Linked DNA regions of Mus musculus: regions 2, 3, 4 and 5 are each linked to region 1. The links are chromatin contacts, called in public ChIA-PET, Hi-C, HiCAR-type and promoter capture Hi-C maps. All regions are on one chromosome and are shown on one strand. Each heading gives the region's core, a stretch centred on a gene start, on an enhancer-like site or on the middle of the called end of the contact. The rest is flanking DNA. Distances are from core to core; before and after follow the strand shown. Region 1 holds the start of Sri (sorcin). Region 2 has its middle 18 kb from the start of Crot. Region 3 holds the start of Abcb4 (ATP-binding cassette, sub-family B (MDR/TAP), member 4). Region 4 holds the start of Abcb1b (ATP-binding cassette, sub-family B (MDR/TAP), member 1B). Region 5 holds the start of Rundc3b (RUN domain containing 3B).

Region 1 (2,907 bases), core at 281-2,780:
ATTAATTATCGAATTCAACTGAAAGTAGCTAACTATCATAATTGGGCCATAAAATAATTAATTACTAATATTTGTCTTTAGGTTAGGCAAGCAGAGGTTTTATGTTCAGATCTTGAATTTCTTCTCTGTAAGCAGCCCTTGTTCTATCCTGACAATACAAGTGAGGAGGTATACACTTTGTAGATCTTCAAAGTATATTTATATTCCCCCTTTGGGTCAGTCTAATCCCAGTCCAATCACAAGCTTTGAACTGATCTATTATTGATACAGGCAATACTCTGTCCAAATTTGTCCAGATCTAAAATAAAGACTGTTTTAGTCTTCCTTTCCTTTTACCTTCTTTCAGGCAAAGGGACTCATTTCCAGAGCAAAGACTGTTTTTGTGCCACTGCACTAAATGCTAACACAAACAGAACATAACAATTCTTCAGTATTGAAGGAAAGGCTAACCTGTCCAGCCACAGCAGCAAAGTAACCATATAGCGGATCCTGAGTTTGTCCAGGGAACGCAGGCCCTCCGGGAGCCCCACCATACTGTGAAAAAGAAAAGAAAAAAAAAAAAGGTAAAGGCATCAGAGAGAATTGAATTTATCTTAACCATCCAAGGCTTTTGTACAATTGACGCCTGTGCGACCTTCACAGTCTCTATCTTCCCCACCACCTTGACTCAGCTCAGTGACCCACCAGGCTTGTCCACTCCTGCTCCTGACATCTAAAAGCTGGAGACTTGGTCCAAAACAAGTTTCATGAGAGTGATGGCCACTAAACGCAGACCCACTTTAAAAATCCCTATTAACCAGCTTACAGAGGTCAGTGCACCGGAAGCAACCTGGTGGCTAGGCTTAGGACTGTTTTCCTGTTGGTTTTTACAGCCTTTGCGGTGTTTTTGAAGTACTTGAAGTACTAAGTAAGGCTGGAGTTAGTACAGGGCTGACAGGTGTGGCTTGGGAAGAACAGGGATGGCCGGCCCGGTTATATCTAAAATGAGGGTCCCTCTGTCTCTGACAGTACACCTCCCACATCTGCCTAAGTGGTCTTCCTCTAGGACTTCAGCTCATTTCTCCAGACTTTCTGGTCTCCCTGTCACTTTCTTTTCAAGGGAGTGACCACAGAACCATTCTAGATCAAGATGGCTGTTGTTGCTTTGGGGACATTCCGAGAGAGCAGGAAGTCAACACCAACTTGCACTATCTCACGCCACATATCCGAGTTACAGAATGGGCTTCCTGGGTCGCAGCCCACCCACCGGTGGGCCCTGGAAAGGCCCTTGGAAGAGATGGGGAAGAAAAATGGAGCCAAGGCTGGACATCAGGGTCCAGGCGAGCTCGCAGGGAGCATCTGGGACCGCCCGCGACGCCTCCTCCCGCTCGTCCGTGGCGCCTTCCAGTCTCGGGAGACCAGAGGCTGCTGTGCCCTCGTCCGCTGCACTTACCCCGCCTGGGTAGTACCCTCCGCCCGCGCCAGGGTGCCCGGGATACGCCATGGTGCAGACTGCGCCTCCGCCCTGCCTGTCTGCTGCTCCGCCCGTCCGGCCCAGAGCCGCCCCGGAGCGCACCACGCCGCCCCGCGGGGGCCGCCGCTCGCCGCCACCCACCCCGATCGCCCCGCGGCATCCCGAGTGCCGCCCGTTCCCTGCTGCCTCTGTGCTGTGTCAGCGCCGTCTGCGACCCACACTCGGGCGATGACCCAGGACCCCAGACGAGTTTATATCAGGACCCATTCTCCCTCTCGACCTAGTGGCACATTCCGACATCCACGCACAGCTAGGGGAGGGTTTTTTCCCCCCTTCTTCCTACTGTGCTATTTTGTAGAACATTTACTATTTACACCGGGTTGTTGGGTAGAGAGGACGGGATAAGAACGCTATGCACAACTGTAGGGAAGGGGAGAACAATTCCAGTGGGCGAAGGAGACACTTTACAAAATAGGAAAAAAAAAACTTTGAAAACCTGATGAAAACTTCTGAACCATGCAAGTGGGCTTTTAGCTTTGACTGAGGGTGGCCTGTTTCTTTGCCAACCGTTTAAGCTGAGTGTAGCTCAGGTGCGATTGCTAGGCGTGGGTGTGTGGGGTGGGGTAGAAGAGGGCAGTTTCTAGGCAGGACAGCCTCACCCAGGTCATTCATAGGAAAGTGAATTGTTTAATTTTCTGGATGATTCGAATAGAAACAACCCCAGTGGTGAAGCTTCCTGGAAAGGATGTGAAACTCACGTGGGTTGTTCAGATGTTTCACGGCTTCTTTTTTGTTTTTTGGTGCAATTGCAACAAGAGGTAATTGTTTGCTGGCTCCGGACTGTTAAGGACTGAACAGTGTTGGTTGGTCGATGTTTTGTTTGTTTGCTTTTGACTGTTTGCTCTTACTCTTTCCTTTTGAGATCCAGGTTCTCAGGGTAGCCTCTCATGGCCTCAGCCCCAGATGAGAGTCACCAACGGTTGCCTGCTTTATTGTTATTATTATTATTGTTGTTGTTGTTATTATTAATTTATTTTTATTTTTAATGACGAAACAAAAATATACCTAAAAGCGAAGCTTCTGGAAAAACCATTTGTTCATCCCTGTCTTGTATCGCTCCTCAAACTTGACCTTGGCCTCCCGCCTGACCTTGCGTTTGTTTCAAAGCTGGGTCCCTGAACACATCCTTGTTGACAACAGTCTTGTTCAAGGGGATATCCACAGAGTACCTTGTGGGCATGAGGTGGTTGTAGTTATAAACTTTCACAAAGGACTTGATCTTGGATCGCTTGGCGATTTTCTTCTTGCCCATGGCAGCTGTCACTTTTTGGGGATAGCGGTCAATTCCAGCCACCAGGGCATGGCTGTAAGGGCGGTCCAAGAAGCCATGGTCAATGTTCTTCACGATGACGGCTTTGCGACCGGAGTAGCATCCGGCCAGGACCAGCAACACT
Region 2 (2,907 bases), core at 108-2,607, 960 kb before region 1:
GGGAAGATGGCTATGTAAGGAAACCATTCATTAAGCACATTGGAGACCTCTGGATACAACTGAGATGGTTCTAAGAGGAATGCATATGGATCTGAACCTGTAGATATAGAAGTCAGAGAGACTTATAAGTGCCTGAGCTGTACAACTCCAGTCTTAGAAAAATAAAAACAAACTGAGTCTGGAAGTAATAGACAGTAAGTAATAATAGAGATCAGCAGACACTAATAAAGAGGAAACTAAAGGAACAACACACAGATTCAACCAAACATTGAAATAGTTGGTTCTCTGAAAACATAATTAAAGTAAAGAGAAGACCCACATTAATAAATTTAGAATTAAAAGCGACAGGGAACAACAGTTACCAAGAAAATGCAGAGGATCTAGGTTAGGGAACACTCTAAATGTTTGCACTTTTTTTTTTTTTTTTTTTTTTTTGGGTTTCAAGACAGGGTTTCTTGTGTAGCCCTGGCTGTAGACCAGGCTGGCCTCGAACTCAGAAATCCGCCTGCCTCTGCCTCCCGAGTGCTGGGATTAAAGGCGTGTGCCACCATGCCCGGCAAATGTTTGCACTTTTAAAAACACTGGAAAATCTAAAAGAAATGGATAAATTCTAGACACATATTATTGATAAATTTTTCTTTTAAAGAAAGAGACCGAGGGAGCAAGAGATAAAAAATGTCAAAGAGTGATTATAGGATCCTATCATGAATTAATATTCTGGCACATGCCTTTAATCCCAGCACTTGGGAGGCAGAGGCAGATTTCTGAGTTTAAGGCCAGCCTGTTCTACAGAGTGAGTTCCAGGGCTATACACAGAAACCCTGTCTCAAAAAAAAAAAAAAACAAAAAACAAAAAACAAAACAAAACCCAAAACCAAACAAACAAAAACATTTTTAACCCCTATGTAACTACCTAATTCCTGTCCACTTTAGGGATATCTGATTCCCTCTAATCTGTCACAGAGTGATTGCTCTGAAGAACAATTTTTATTTATCATTGCGTAAGTCCACATTTTAAATATCTAGAGTATGGTTTCTGAACATGAAGTAATCAAGAAGTAGAGACCAGCTGCCTTCCAAGTCAGATGGCAAGGTTCAAAGAACACTAATGGAATTTAGGTAGAAACATTCCGGACACCTCAACCATAAAAGCAGAGCTTGTGTGTTGTTTTCTTGTGTTTTGTGATGCAGAAAGCCAGAATAATACTGTTGCAGACAGTGGAGAATATTTTCTAGCTAGTGGATGGCCCTCTCTTAGAGATGAATGAGTGTCTTCTTGATTGGACACGCTGAGACTCTTCTGTGGTTCTGTCTCTCTGAAGCTGTCAATAGCTTGAGTGTGAGCTGCCGCCTGTAGGTTCCTGTGTTGAGCACTTCCTTCCTCAGCTAGAGGCTATTCTGGGAGCTGGGGGAAGGAAACTCTAGGTTGTAGGATCTACTGAAAGAACTAGGTCACTGGAGGTGTGAATCTGCAGATACATTTCCTCCTACCCTTTTGTGTTAACCTCTTTGCTTCCTGCTGCCATGTTTTTCTGCTTTGACAACCGGCTACTATGTGTCCCAGGAACAAAGACAGATGACTATGTACTGAAACCATGACCTAAAGTAATTATTTTTTTCCTTTTATTTTTATTGGGTGTTTGTCATAACCATTGAGGGGGGGGGAAACAACACATTGCTTTCCTTTTCTTTCTCGTTTCCTCTTCTCTCCTCTTCTCTCCTCTTCTCTCCTCTTCTCTCCTCTCCTCTCCTCTCCTCTCCTCTCCTCTCCTCTCCTCTCCTCTCCTCTCCTCTCCTCTCCTCTCCTCTCCTCTTCTCTTCTCTTCTCTTCTCTTCTCTTCTCTTCTCTTCTTTCCTAAGATAAGGTCTCACTTTATAGCCTAGGATCGCCTCAAATTCAAAGCTTCCTGTCTCAGCCTCTTGTGTGCTGGTATCACAGGTATGAGCCACCACAACCCTGCTCACTGCTGAAGCTTCCAAACCACTTGTTGGCCTATAAATCCACAGTAGCTTCCTGTTGCCAAATGCACGAGAAGCAGTAAGCACAACAGACAGAGATGACAGGCAGTAAATCTGTACTCTACATCCTATCAGTAGAGCAGAAAATGTAAACTCTTCTTGAGTTTTGCACGTCTTACTTTTGAAATGAGGAAGGTTGCATTTTCAGCTTTACATATAAATATTTCTCTGAGATAATTATTATATTATTCCCCCTTTTCTTCCTTCCCTCCAAACTTTCCCACATACCTCTCCCTGATCTCTTTCAAATTTATAGCCTCTTTTAGAATTAGTTGTTGAACATATATTCCTGTACTGGCTAGTTTTGTGTCAACTTGACACAGCTGGAGTTATCACAGAGAAAGGACCTTCAGTTGGGGAAATGCCTCCATGAGATACAACTGTAAGGCATTTTCTCAATTAGTGATCAAGGGGGAAGGGCCCCTTGTGGGTGGTGCCATCTCTGGACTGGCAGTCTTGGTTCTATAAGAGAGCAGGCTGAACAAGCCAGGAGAAGCAATCCAGTAAAGAACATCCCTCCATGGCTTCTGCATCAGCTCCTGCTTTCTGACCTGCTTGAGTTCCAGTCCTGACTTCCTTGGTGATGAACAACAGTATGGAAGTGTAAGCTGAATAAACCCTTTCCTCCCCAACTTGCTTCTTGGTCATGATGTTTTGTCCAGGAATAGAAACCCTGACTAAGACAATCCCTGAGTGCATACATAAAACTTGCTTAGTCTGAATCATGTACCTTGTGTGTATATTTTCAGGGCTGACCACTTGGCATTGGATAAGTGATTGTGCTCGTTCATAGGGAAGAGCATTTCTCCCAAGCTCAGGATTCCTTAGTTGCCTAGGTATTGTCTACAGTGGAGGCCTCTTGAGCTTCCCCAGTCCATATCAGCATGT
Region 3 (2,907 bases), core at 213-2,712, 840 kb before region 1:
ATTTGGGGTTTGTTTGTTTGTTTGTTTGTTTTTGTTTTTGCTTTTTTATGACTCGATATGGACAAACCTAAATTTTCTGTGAATAAATGTCACGATTCTAAGAATGAGTAGGGCGATGCCACGGTCCAAAGCAATTAACAGAAGCAATGCTTCAGTTTAAGATTCAGATAGGCATATTTGTCAGTTGGCTAATCAGGCCCCTTGCAGCTTGAGAACCAACTACAGAAGCTGATAAATTTTCTCCCTCTAGAAGACAACTTCATGACACATGTCAGTTTGTTCCGGGTGGCCTAGCATGAACTCAGAGACTGTAATAGCCTCATAAACTATTTGAAGCTGAGGGTAAAAATGATTCACTGTCCCCACAGCGAAAGAGGAAACACGCACACACTTGCCTAGGCCCTTCTGCCTGACAGAAAGCCGTATGTGTGCTTCACTGTGGCTGGGGGAGAACGAGAGTCAGGGAGAAAGACAGACCCACTGGCAGGGGAAGCGTCGAGGTTCACCCTCTTGCAACTGGGGGAAAAAAACTGATTTCGAAGCAGAAGTTAGTGAAGAATGAGGTTGTTCTCCATGTCACCCCCTAGAGAGGAGAAATAGGGCAAACAGTCTACAGATGGGAGAAGGGGAAGACGAGGCAAAGAAGAGAAACACAGGAAGAGGGGGGCCTTGCTTCGCTACCCTTGTTCAGAAGTACAGCCATCAATAGCAGGTGTCTGAAGTTCTACCAACTCGAGTAGCCAGATGATGGCTAAAAAGAGTGAAACGTTTACTTTATAAAAATACAGTGAATGTTACACAACGCCAATATTCATCAAATCACCCGTGTCCAGGGGAGGGGGGCGCTTTTGAAGACAGCCTCTTCTCTCTGAACCTGTTCCAAAAGGAGCCTGGGAGACAGTCCTCAAGAACACTTAAAGACTTCATCCCAAAGGCCGGAGGCATCAACCGGTTCTCACAACTTCTTTTCAGGACTCCGCTATAACGGAAAAGCCAGTGACTCTGCGGTCCTGTATACCTGATGCTGCCTAGTTCAAAGTCGCCGTCCAGGCGCCGTGCTGTTCCGTTTCTCGCTGCCTCAAGATCCATCTCAGCCTGGGGAGAAACCACAGCCTCAGGTCCAAGTGCACCCGGCTCAGCTGCCTGGAGAGGGGGACCTCCAGGCTCCGCGCAGAGCCGGCGCAGAGCCGGGGGCACTGGTGGCAGCCGCTCCCCGGCAGGTCCCACCGCAACTGCCTTCCCTCGGTCCCTTTCTCCCGCCGCGTCCTCCCTCACCTGAACTTCACGCGCGTGTTGGCCGCAGCGGGTGGCGCGCAGACCTGGACTTTGCTCGCCGCGGCTCGTCCCCGCCTCCCACACGCACCCGGCGCCGGCGACGCCTCCCGCTGCGGCGGGGGCGAGGGCCCGGGCCCGCAGGAGAGCTCCCGCAAGCCCCGCAGGCTCTGCAGGCCCCAGCGCCACCAGCGTGTCGCCCTCGCCGCCAGGGGCGCGCGTCTCCGCGGCCGCCCACCCGGGCGAGCTGCCAGCAGCCCGCAACGCAGCACCAGCTGCAGCCGATAAGCCTGCTCGATGCCTCCTCTGGCAGGCTACGGGCCCCTAAAAGTGACTGCCACACCTCCCCCATGCTGAGTTTTCTTTTAGAACACACTGGGGAAGTAATTTCCACCAGTTCAACAACCAGGCGCTCTGAGATCCCAATAGGAAGTTAAGTAGCGAGGTCGCCACTTATGCATCCTCGGCTCGAGTCTATATGGCACCAAATTGCAACTAACACCCCAGATGCTGAAGATTAAGCAGGTCCAGCCCAGAATCGTCAGCTTAAACTCCTTGGAGATGAGGAATATCGCTGGTGTCCCACACGGGGGAGGGCACATAGAGACACAGAACTTGGGGGCTGAAAAGGATTCCCCTATTAAAAGCACACACTTAAAAAATATTATTCATTTTACATCCTGATCTCTGCCCCCTCTCTCGGTACCCGCCTCACACAGTCTCTTCCCCAATCCCCCTTACCCTGTCTTGTCAAGTCTCTGCAGGAATAGGTGAATCCTCTCCCACTGAGACCAGACAAGGCAGCTAGCTTCCAAGCTTCACAATTTGAATTTGATCTCTGCTACAGACATAGTGGAAGGAGACAATGGTCTCTCAAATTGTTCTCTGATTTTCATACATGCATCATGGAACATGTGCACTCCTATACATCAAACCACGTGCAGAAAATAAATAAAATGAGAGAAAAAAGCACGTACTTTTGGTTTGGTTTTCACAAAAGTGAAGACATCGGTGTTCAGAGAAGCTAAGTAACATCTCCATTCCCAACGCTGCATCTTTCAGACTGGCACCGATGCAAAGCCTATTGACTGTGGCTGTTCTGATTTCCTACTCTAATCCCTCCATGCCAAATCGTCTTACTCTTAGGGCCTATGTGAATATGGCTTCCTTGTGAGTTCTCATCGATTTCTCCACTCTTCCCAAAACGAAGGCGCTAAATCAGATAATAAAGCGACACCTTCTGAGCTTCAAGCAAGCAAGTTTCATACTTAAGAGCTTCACAGGTCAGTGTGTGGCTGTGGGCACTGCTTATTTCTCTGGGCTTCAGTTTCTTAAGAGTCTGTCTTCCTTATTAGGTTACTGTGAAAGTACTTAGTGTTGCTTTTAAAACATAGCACCTGTATAATATGTGGCTTGCTTTTCTCCTAGTCCAGTGGCTGAATTTGCGGCTGAGCCTTGTTCTGTGTGGCATTTGCACAATAGCTGTCTAACTGCTTTCCAGACAACCTTAAAGTATGAAGAGTAGAAGAGTTGTCACACAGACCCTGAAGGCAGCTCTGCTCTGCCGTTTACCGGTGCTCTGGCTTTGGATGGGTTATTTAAATCTCAATTCAGTCTCAACATCCATTAAAATAG
Region 4 (2,907 bases), core at 195-2,694, 740 kb before region 1:
ACTCCAGGCTCACTTTGTATTTTCTCTGCAATAGGTCTGGCTGAAGTTAACTGTTCTATGCCGTGTACCTTTCTTTACTAGAAAACTTCAAGAGTGTCTTTCTGTACTACCCTTTTCAGTGGACTAAAAATGAGTGACTGAAAAAAATCATACTGATGTTTCTTATTCTAATTTCACATTATTAAATGTAAAGTTTACTTTCACTTTGTACTTTCCCTCTTTATACTGAAATCTTGTTTCCGAATACTATTAATATAGCTACTAATTCCTATTATCTTAGTTTACAATTTTCTATATATAATGAACCCACTGAGGTAAGTTTTTAATTACTGGCGACACGCAGTCCACTATGATAAAAATATATTGAGAGTAACTATTTTCTCTTAGCAATTACAGTTTCAATTTTTCTAATTTAAGTATAGGTAAGCAACCTTAAACCATATAACTGTATTGTTCTGTTTCACCTGTTATGCCACATTCTGTGTTTGTATACGTGTTTATCAGAAGATAATGGGCCACAGTGAGCACCCAAGCAGCATAAGGCTCAAGGCATGAGCGATCAACAGCGCTCAAAAAAGCCGAGGTCATAAAACTAAAAAGATGTGAGTAGAGGCTGAATTCACAGAAGCATCCATCTGTCACACACATCTGAAGGACTGCTCCAAGCAGAGGAGTTCCTTCCAAGGGCTGAAATAACGCCCACGCCCACTAATCATTTAAAACAGTGCCGGAGGCTACAAATTGGCCAGAATGTACAAGCACGAACGTGAAATAATTTGGCTACCTCTTTTTGCCCATCTTCGAGAAGTTCTTGTCTGCTCTTCCCTTAAGGTTCTCTTCAAACTCCATCACCACCTGAGGAGAAACCAGTTCATTAGCCAAACACGTGGCCGCGGGGACCAGAACCTAGGCAGAGCTCACTGCCCCACGGAGCCAAGAGAGGAGGAGGAGCCCCGCCCTGATGCTCCTGGGGCCGGGCCTGGGGGTAACTCACCCCGGGGAATCCCGGGAAGCTGTGTCACCCGCGTGGACCGGGTGCTCGGCTCTGGGTCCCGCCACCCCGCCCTGCTGGGTCCCTTCCGCCCTGGCGCGCTCCTCCACCAGCCCGCGGCTGCGAGCTGGGCAGCGAGATCCACAGCACAGGGCTGGCGCGGAAAACACCGTCCTGAAGGCTGCTGCTGCGGGTGCTCTTGGAGCGACTTGTGGCTGTCGCCACTTGGTCCCCACAGACTCAAGAGGACGCTACCACCCGGACCGGACTCAGGCATCCGGAGCACCGCACTCTTCCGAGAACTGCCTACCTCACGTGCCACCTCCGGGTTTCCTTCGCAAAGTCAGCCAAGATGTAGAATTTGGAAGTAGCTCTGAGTTGAGCGGAACCTCAGAAGATGGAAGCAGCGGCCTCAGCCTCTTACGGCTTCAAGAGCCACTGCGGGAAGGAGCCAGAGGGCTTCCTCGGGCCCCGGATTAAAATAGATGCCAGCGGCCGCCCTAAGGCCCGGCAGCCAATCAGCCTGGTGGGTGGGATTGGGCATGGGCAGCTGGAGCGGTTGCGAAACAGGAGATACTTCCAGGCTTACCCTGATTTTTTTGAGAAGGGCGCTGGTTCCCTCAGACATTTACATAGACTTGTCTTTACGTGTTCAGGTAAGTGTCCATACAGAAGTGTATATACCTGGATAGTACACAGTTGGTTCTCTGATGAGTCATACTTAAAAAGACACTTTCCCTGACATAGCTAATCTAATATAATTAATAAAGCAACCAGGGACCTTGCTTATTCTGTAAAGTTTTTTTTTTTTTTCTGACAGCATTGCTTTCTAGGCTGGTAGAAATTTTTCTGTGAAATATATATATATATATATATATATATATATATATATATATATATATATATGGTCTTGGCTTGGATGATAGTCCTATACAATTTCAAGGTAGAAATGATATTTCAAAGTACATAGTATTTTCAACTTCTAACTCTGGAATCAATATCTGTGTTTTTTCCCAGGGCATATCAAGTTCTTAGATGTTCTGGAATTCTGACTGATGCAGATATTTGCGTGTAGCAGGTCTTTTTCTGTCTACTTGTAACTGACTGTGACCTAACTTGCTGGCAACTCAGTGGCTGAGAAATGTCAACCTGAGATAGACAGAGTTCCTTGTCTCAATGACATTGAAGCACTGACCACCTGGGTGGAGACTCCTGTTTCTTCTACCAAGATGTCTGTTTCCACAGATAGCAAGAAGTAGCCACCTTTGTTTTTATTTAACTCATTGTCTATGGGGTGAGCTGGGGTCTCCTTCTTGAACAAGATGGAGATTTTACTTGGTCTTTAAAATTGGCTTTATTAAGGTAAGGACACACCACGAAAGGAGATCTGTGCCTTACCTGCTCCTCGGGGGCTTCAGGGTGAGGACAGAGCAGTTTGTCATCCTAGGGCCCAGACCATCTTTTCCCTGGCTGTTAGTGTGGTTACCTCATGTCTGACTACGAGCCCTGTTACTAGCTCCCAGGCCTGCAGGTTCTTCCGCTCTTCAGCTTCCTTTTAACCCCGGCACCCCTTCTCATCTCAACATGCGTGGGACTTGCAGTTCACCCTTAAAATCTGTGGGGAGCGAGCTCCTTCAGCAGAACTGTTAAATATAGCACTTTAAGGAGTTGTCACTTGTGTTACCAACAGTAATGACAGGAGCAAGGCTCGAAAACAAAGCTATAAGGTAGGTTTATGAGATAGTGTTTAGATTTAGGAATGACAGAGAGTGCAGCTCCCTCACCTAATTCAGCAATGTCAACAGTACAGCCACCTGCCATCCCAGCTTCCAGTGTTCCGGTGATGTACCAACAGGGAGAGAATGCACAGCCGTCCTGAAAGCCCGAACCATGTATTCTGTATCCCCTGAGTGACA
Region 5 (2,907 bases), core at 118-2,617, 570 kb before region 1:
GGCCTTTTTGTCTTATTGGCAGTGTCTTTTGCCTTACAGAAGCTTTGCAATTTTATGAGGTCCCATTTGTCAATTCTTGATCTTACAGCACAAGCCATTGCTCTTCTATTCAGGAATTTTCCCCCTGTGCATATCTTTGAGGCTTTCCCTCACTTTCTCCTCTATAAGTTTCAGTGTCTCTGGTTTTATGTGGAGTTCCTTGATCCACTTAGACTTGACCTTAGTACAAGGAGATAGGAATGGATCAATTTGCATTCTTCTACATGATAACCTCCAGTTGTGCCAGCACCATTTGTTGAAAATGCTGTCTTTTTTTCCACTGGATGGTTTTAGCTCCCTTGTAGAAATTTTCTTAATAATTAATTTTTATTTTAACATAATTATATTTAAGAGGTAGAGGTGAGACTTTGTCCTGATTTTAGATTTTCAAAATTTAAAAACAAACAAACAAACAAACAAAACCTGAAGTCTGGACATACTTACAGGCAGTCTGAGGTGAATGTCAGAGGTCAGGGTCTCAAGCCCGTAGCCTCCCATAGGTAAAGCCAGAGGTAAAGCCAGAGAAGTAGAGACTACAAAGTGGTCCTCCCAAGGGGCTTATTGGGACTCCAAGGCAGGATTTCCCTCTGCCCTTGACAAACCTCCTCCATGGCTCACGAGCTGCAATTCAGTTCAGATCTCACTGCACAGAACCCAAGACTGGACATCCCCACTACACTCGTTTTTCTATGGTCAATGTGGTTTCAAGGCTGTGCTGGACACTGAGTAAGATGAGGTGAATTCTGACCAGATTCACGGGAAGAGAAATGCCATGGGCGCACTCCCTGATGCCACTGTGTCGTTGTTTGTCAGGTTCAAAGGGGGCGTTTGGGACAAATGGAACTCTTCTTCTATTCTAGGTAACCCCCACTTCCCACCCCACCCAACTATGGCATTCTCCTGCTGAGGCTACTGAAGCCTCAGGACCAGGAATCTGCCATGAACTTAGCCTTGTCAGGGTGACTATGGACCACAGTCACCGTGGAGTAGGCACAGCAAAGCCGGCTTTCCAAGCCAAGGCTGCCTCGCCGGGCTCACCAAGGTGCTGCACGAGCCGACCCGCGTTCTGACAGAGGCCCACGCGCCAGGGCGGGGCTTAAGCGAGCCTCTTTAAAAGCTCCTGGGGCGGGTCCCGCCCCCACCTCTCGTCATTGGCTCTCTCCGTAGCGGCCTTGTTCCCATAGGTGCAGGGGGCGGGGGCTGAGTGAGACAGGCGTGGGGAGGGGGGCTTCACCTCAGCGGCTCCGCCCTGCTGGAAGAATGACGTGCGGTTAGGCCTGCGGGGTGACAGGCTCGCCCGGGCGCTGGTGCGGCGTCCCTGGAGACTCGGAGCCCGCCCTCCCGCCCGCCCGCCCGCGCGCGCTTCTCTCGTGGACGGCGGCGGCGGCGCGCGCGCGCGCGAGCGAGGGTGGAGGTGGCTCGTGCGTGCGTGTGAGTGAGCGCGTGTGTATGTGTGAGAGAGCGTGTGTGAGTGTGTGTGCACGCGCGCGTGGAGCCTGGGTACCGGTGCCCGACTGACTGCCTTCCACACCCTGCCTACTCCGCGCCTCCTTCCTCGCCTCTCTCCCGCCCGGCGGGCTGCCATCGTTGAGAGAAGGCCGGGGGACACAGGTGTGCGAGGCTTGCGGGACCGCTGGAGACAAAGGGGGCGCGGAGGTGAGCCCGCCATGGCCTCCCGGAGCCTGGGGGGCCTGAGCGGGAGCCGCGGCGGCGGCGGCGGCGGCGGCGGCAAGAAGAGCCTGAGCGCCCGCAACGCTGCGGTGGAGAGGAGGAACCTGATCACCGTGTGCAGGTGCGGGGCTGCGGGCGCCGGGCTGAGGGAGGTGCTGGGGCTCGGCGCTGCGGCCCGTGCCGCGCGTGTCCGCGGGCCAGCGGGGCCCTGCAGAGGGGCGGGAGCCTCTCCCCGCGAGGCCGTGGGCTAGCCCTCGCGTCTCAGGGTCCTCGCTTGGAGGCTGCCCGGGGAGGGCCGGGGCGGAGCCGGGGAGGAACCGTTTGGAACCGGCCAGCTTGCGTCTGAGGAGAAGAGGGCGGAGGAAGAGCAGCATCCAGCTGCTGTAGTAGTTACTGAGATGTCCCCAAATCCCTGTGCGTTCTCTTGCTGTCGCTTGTTGGCGTACGCATTTTCACTCCTCTCCCTCGGCCCTTATCTGTATTGGGTATCTAAGTCTTGTCAACTACAGTGCTTGTGCAATTGTGGAAGACTCCTGGTCAGTCCTTTTGGGCATTTATTTAAGTGCTTCCTGGTTGTAAATGTAGCCCTTCCTCCAGGAATTATAGAAATAGATCATCACTATCTATAAATCAAGAATTCAGAAAAAAACTGATTTTGAACAAGCTGATAAATTTTCTTTAAGTCTTATAATATTCTAGGCATCCATCTCTTAGTAACTACTCAGAGCCAATACGCTCTGTTAAAAATGATTTTGTTCCATCATACTGGTTAATCATCAACTACTGATAATTCTCTTGTTATCAGGTAAATGATGAAACCTTTCCTGCCTCTCTGGCTTATGTCTATTTTTTTTTTTCCTTATGTAAAATCGTGGCTAGCATCTTAAGCAGATTGCAGATATCTGTAGTAGGAATGACATTCAGTATTTAAGCAACTTTTAAAAAGTTGGATTCTAATGAATGCTCATCTTTCAGGAAGAGCTTTGCTCACAGTTTGCATTGTAAGTGGTAAAGTAATATAGACTATATTTATCATTTGTGCTGTGTAGAATACAAGCTTTTGGGACAGATGGGCTTTATTACATTGTTTTAAATTGAGGCAAATTTCTATGTTAGATTCATAGAAAAATAAGCTAGTTGGGTAGTCTTATCTTTTAAAGATATTAAAATTATTTTTTTAAAGAAATGAGTTTCAAA

Evidence for each region. Promoter capture Hi-C pulls out the DNA fragments that hold promoters and counts their contacts. A called contact is a pair of places that touch in the nucleus more often than the background predicts. ChIA-PET counts read pairs in DNA pulled down with a chosen protein or histone mark. HiCAR-type assays count read pairs that join an accessible place to other places.
Region 2: an RNA polymerase II ChIA-PET map of memory CD8 T cells shows a contact between it and region 1, with 6 read pairs. The contact joins the enhancer-like site here to the promoter of Sri in region 1. A contact is called at or near these places in 3 of 39 promoter capture datasets (embryonic stem cells, pre-B cells and stem cell-derived epiblast-like cells) and 3 of 115 datasets of contacts at active chromatin or transcription factors (bone marrow-derived dendritic cells, memory CD8 T cells and regulatory T cell precursor).
Region 3: a contact with region 1 is called in a promoter capture Hi-C map of pre-B cells, with 2.0 times the contacts expected there. The contact joins the promoter of Abcb4 here to the promoter of Sri in region 1. A contact is called at or near these places in 1 of 39 promoter capture datasets (pre-B cells) and 1 of 115 datasets of contacts at active chromatin or transcription factors (astrocytes).
Region 4: a contact with region 1 is called in a HiCAR-type map of astrocytes, with 2.3 times the contacts expected there. The contact joins the promoter of Abcb1b here to the promoter of Sri in region 1. A contact is called at or near these places in 8 of 39 promoter capture datasets (the 3T3-L1 cell line, 3T3-L1-derived adipocytes, embryonic stem cells and 4 more) and 2 of 115 datasets of contacts at active chromatin or transcription factors (astrocytes and embryonic stem cells).
Region 5: a contact with region 1 is called in a Hi-C map of pre-B cells, with 5 times the contacts expected there. The contact joins the promoter of Rundc3b here to the promoter of Sri in region 1. A contact is called at or near these places in 2 of 39 promoter capture datasets (embryonic stem cells and pre-B cells), 1 of 484 Hi-C or Micro-C datasets (pre-B cells) and 2 of 115 datasets of contacts at active chromatin or transcription factors (astrocytes and pancreatic cancer cells).

What each region holds. Positions count from the first base shown.
Region 1 is chr5:8,055,165-8,058,071 of GRCm38.p6, reverse strand. Sri (sorcin) reads right to left here and starts at 1,530. Exons shown (of 8, transcript NM_001080974.2): 1 at 1,433-1,530; 2 at 451-534. The coding sequence starts at 1,483. It also overlaps the pseudogene Gm15730.
Region 2 is chr5:9,014,066-9,016,972 of GRCm38.p6, reverse strand. No RefSeq gene overlaps it. Among named protein-coding and RNA genes, the nearest start is that of Crot, 18 kb to the right of the region's middle. Within about 2 kb of position 1,357, at least 45 of the 459 cell types and tissues checked have an H3K27ac peak or open chromatin away from gene starts, as enhancers often do. A contact at or near this core is called in memory CD8 T cells, pre-B cells and regulatory T cell precursor, where this site is marked.
Region 3 is chr5:8,892,276-8,895,182 of GRCm38.p6, reverse strand. Abcb4 (ATP-binding cassette, sub-family B (MDR/TAP), member 4) reads right to left here and starts at 1,462. Exons shown (of 28, transcript NM_008830.2): 1 at 1,276-1,462; 2 at 1,019-1,095. The coding sequence starts at 1,089.
Region 4 is chr5:8,796,684-8,799,590 of GRCm38.p6, reverse strand. It overlaps Abcb1b (ATP-binding cassette, sub-family B (MDR/TAP), member 1B), which reads right to left and starts at 1,444. Exons shown (of 28, transcript NM_011075.2): 1 at 1,302-1,444; 2 at 785-855. The coding sequence starts at 849. Gm5106 (predicted gene 5106) reads left to right here and starts at 1,068. Exons shown (of 3, transcript NR_152133.1): 1 at 1,068-1,647.
Region 5 is chr5:8,621,412-8,624,318 of GRCm38.p6, reverse strand. It overlaps Rundc3b (RUN domain containing 3B), which reads left to right and starts at 1,367. Exons shown (of 11, transcript NM_001347311.1): 1 at 1,367-1,831. The coding sequence starts at 1,707. The region is part of intron 2 of Abcb1a (ATP-binding cassette, sub-family B (MDR/TAP), member 1A); the gene reads right to left.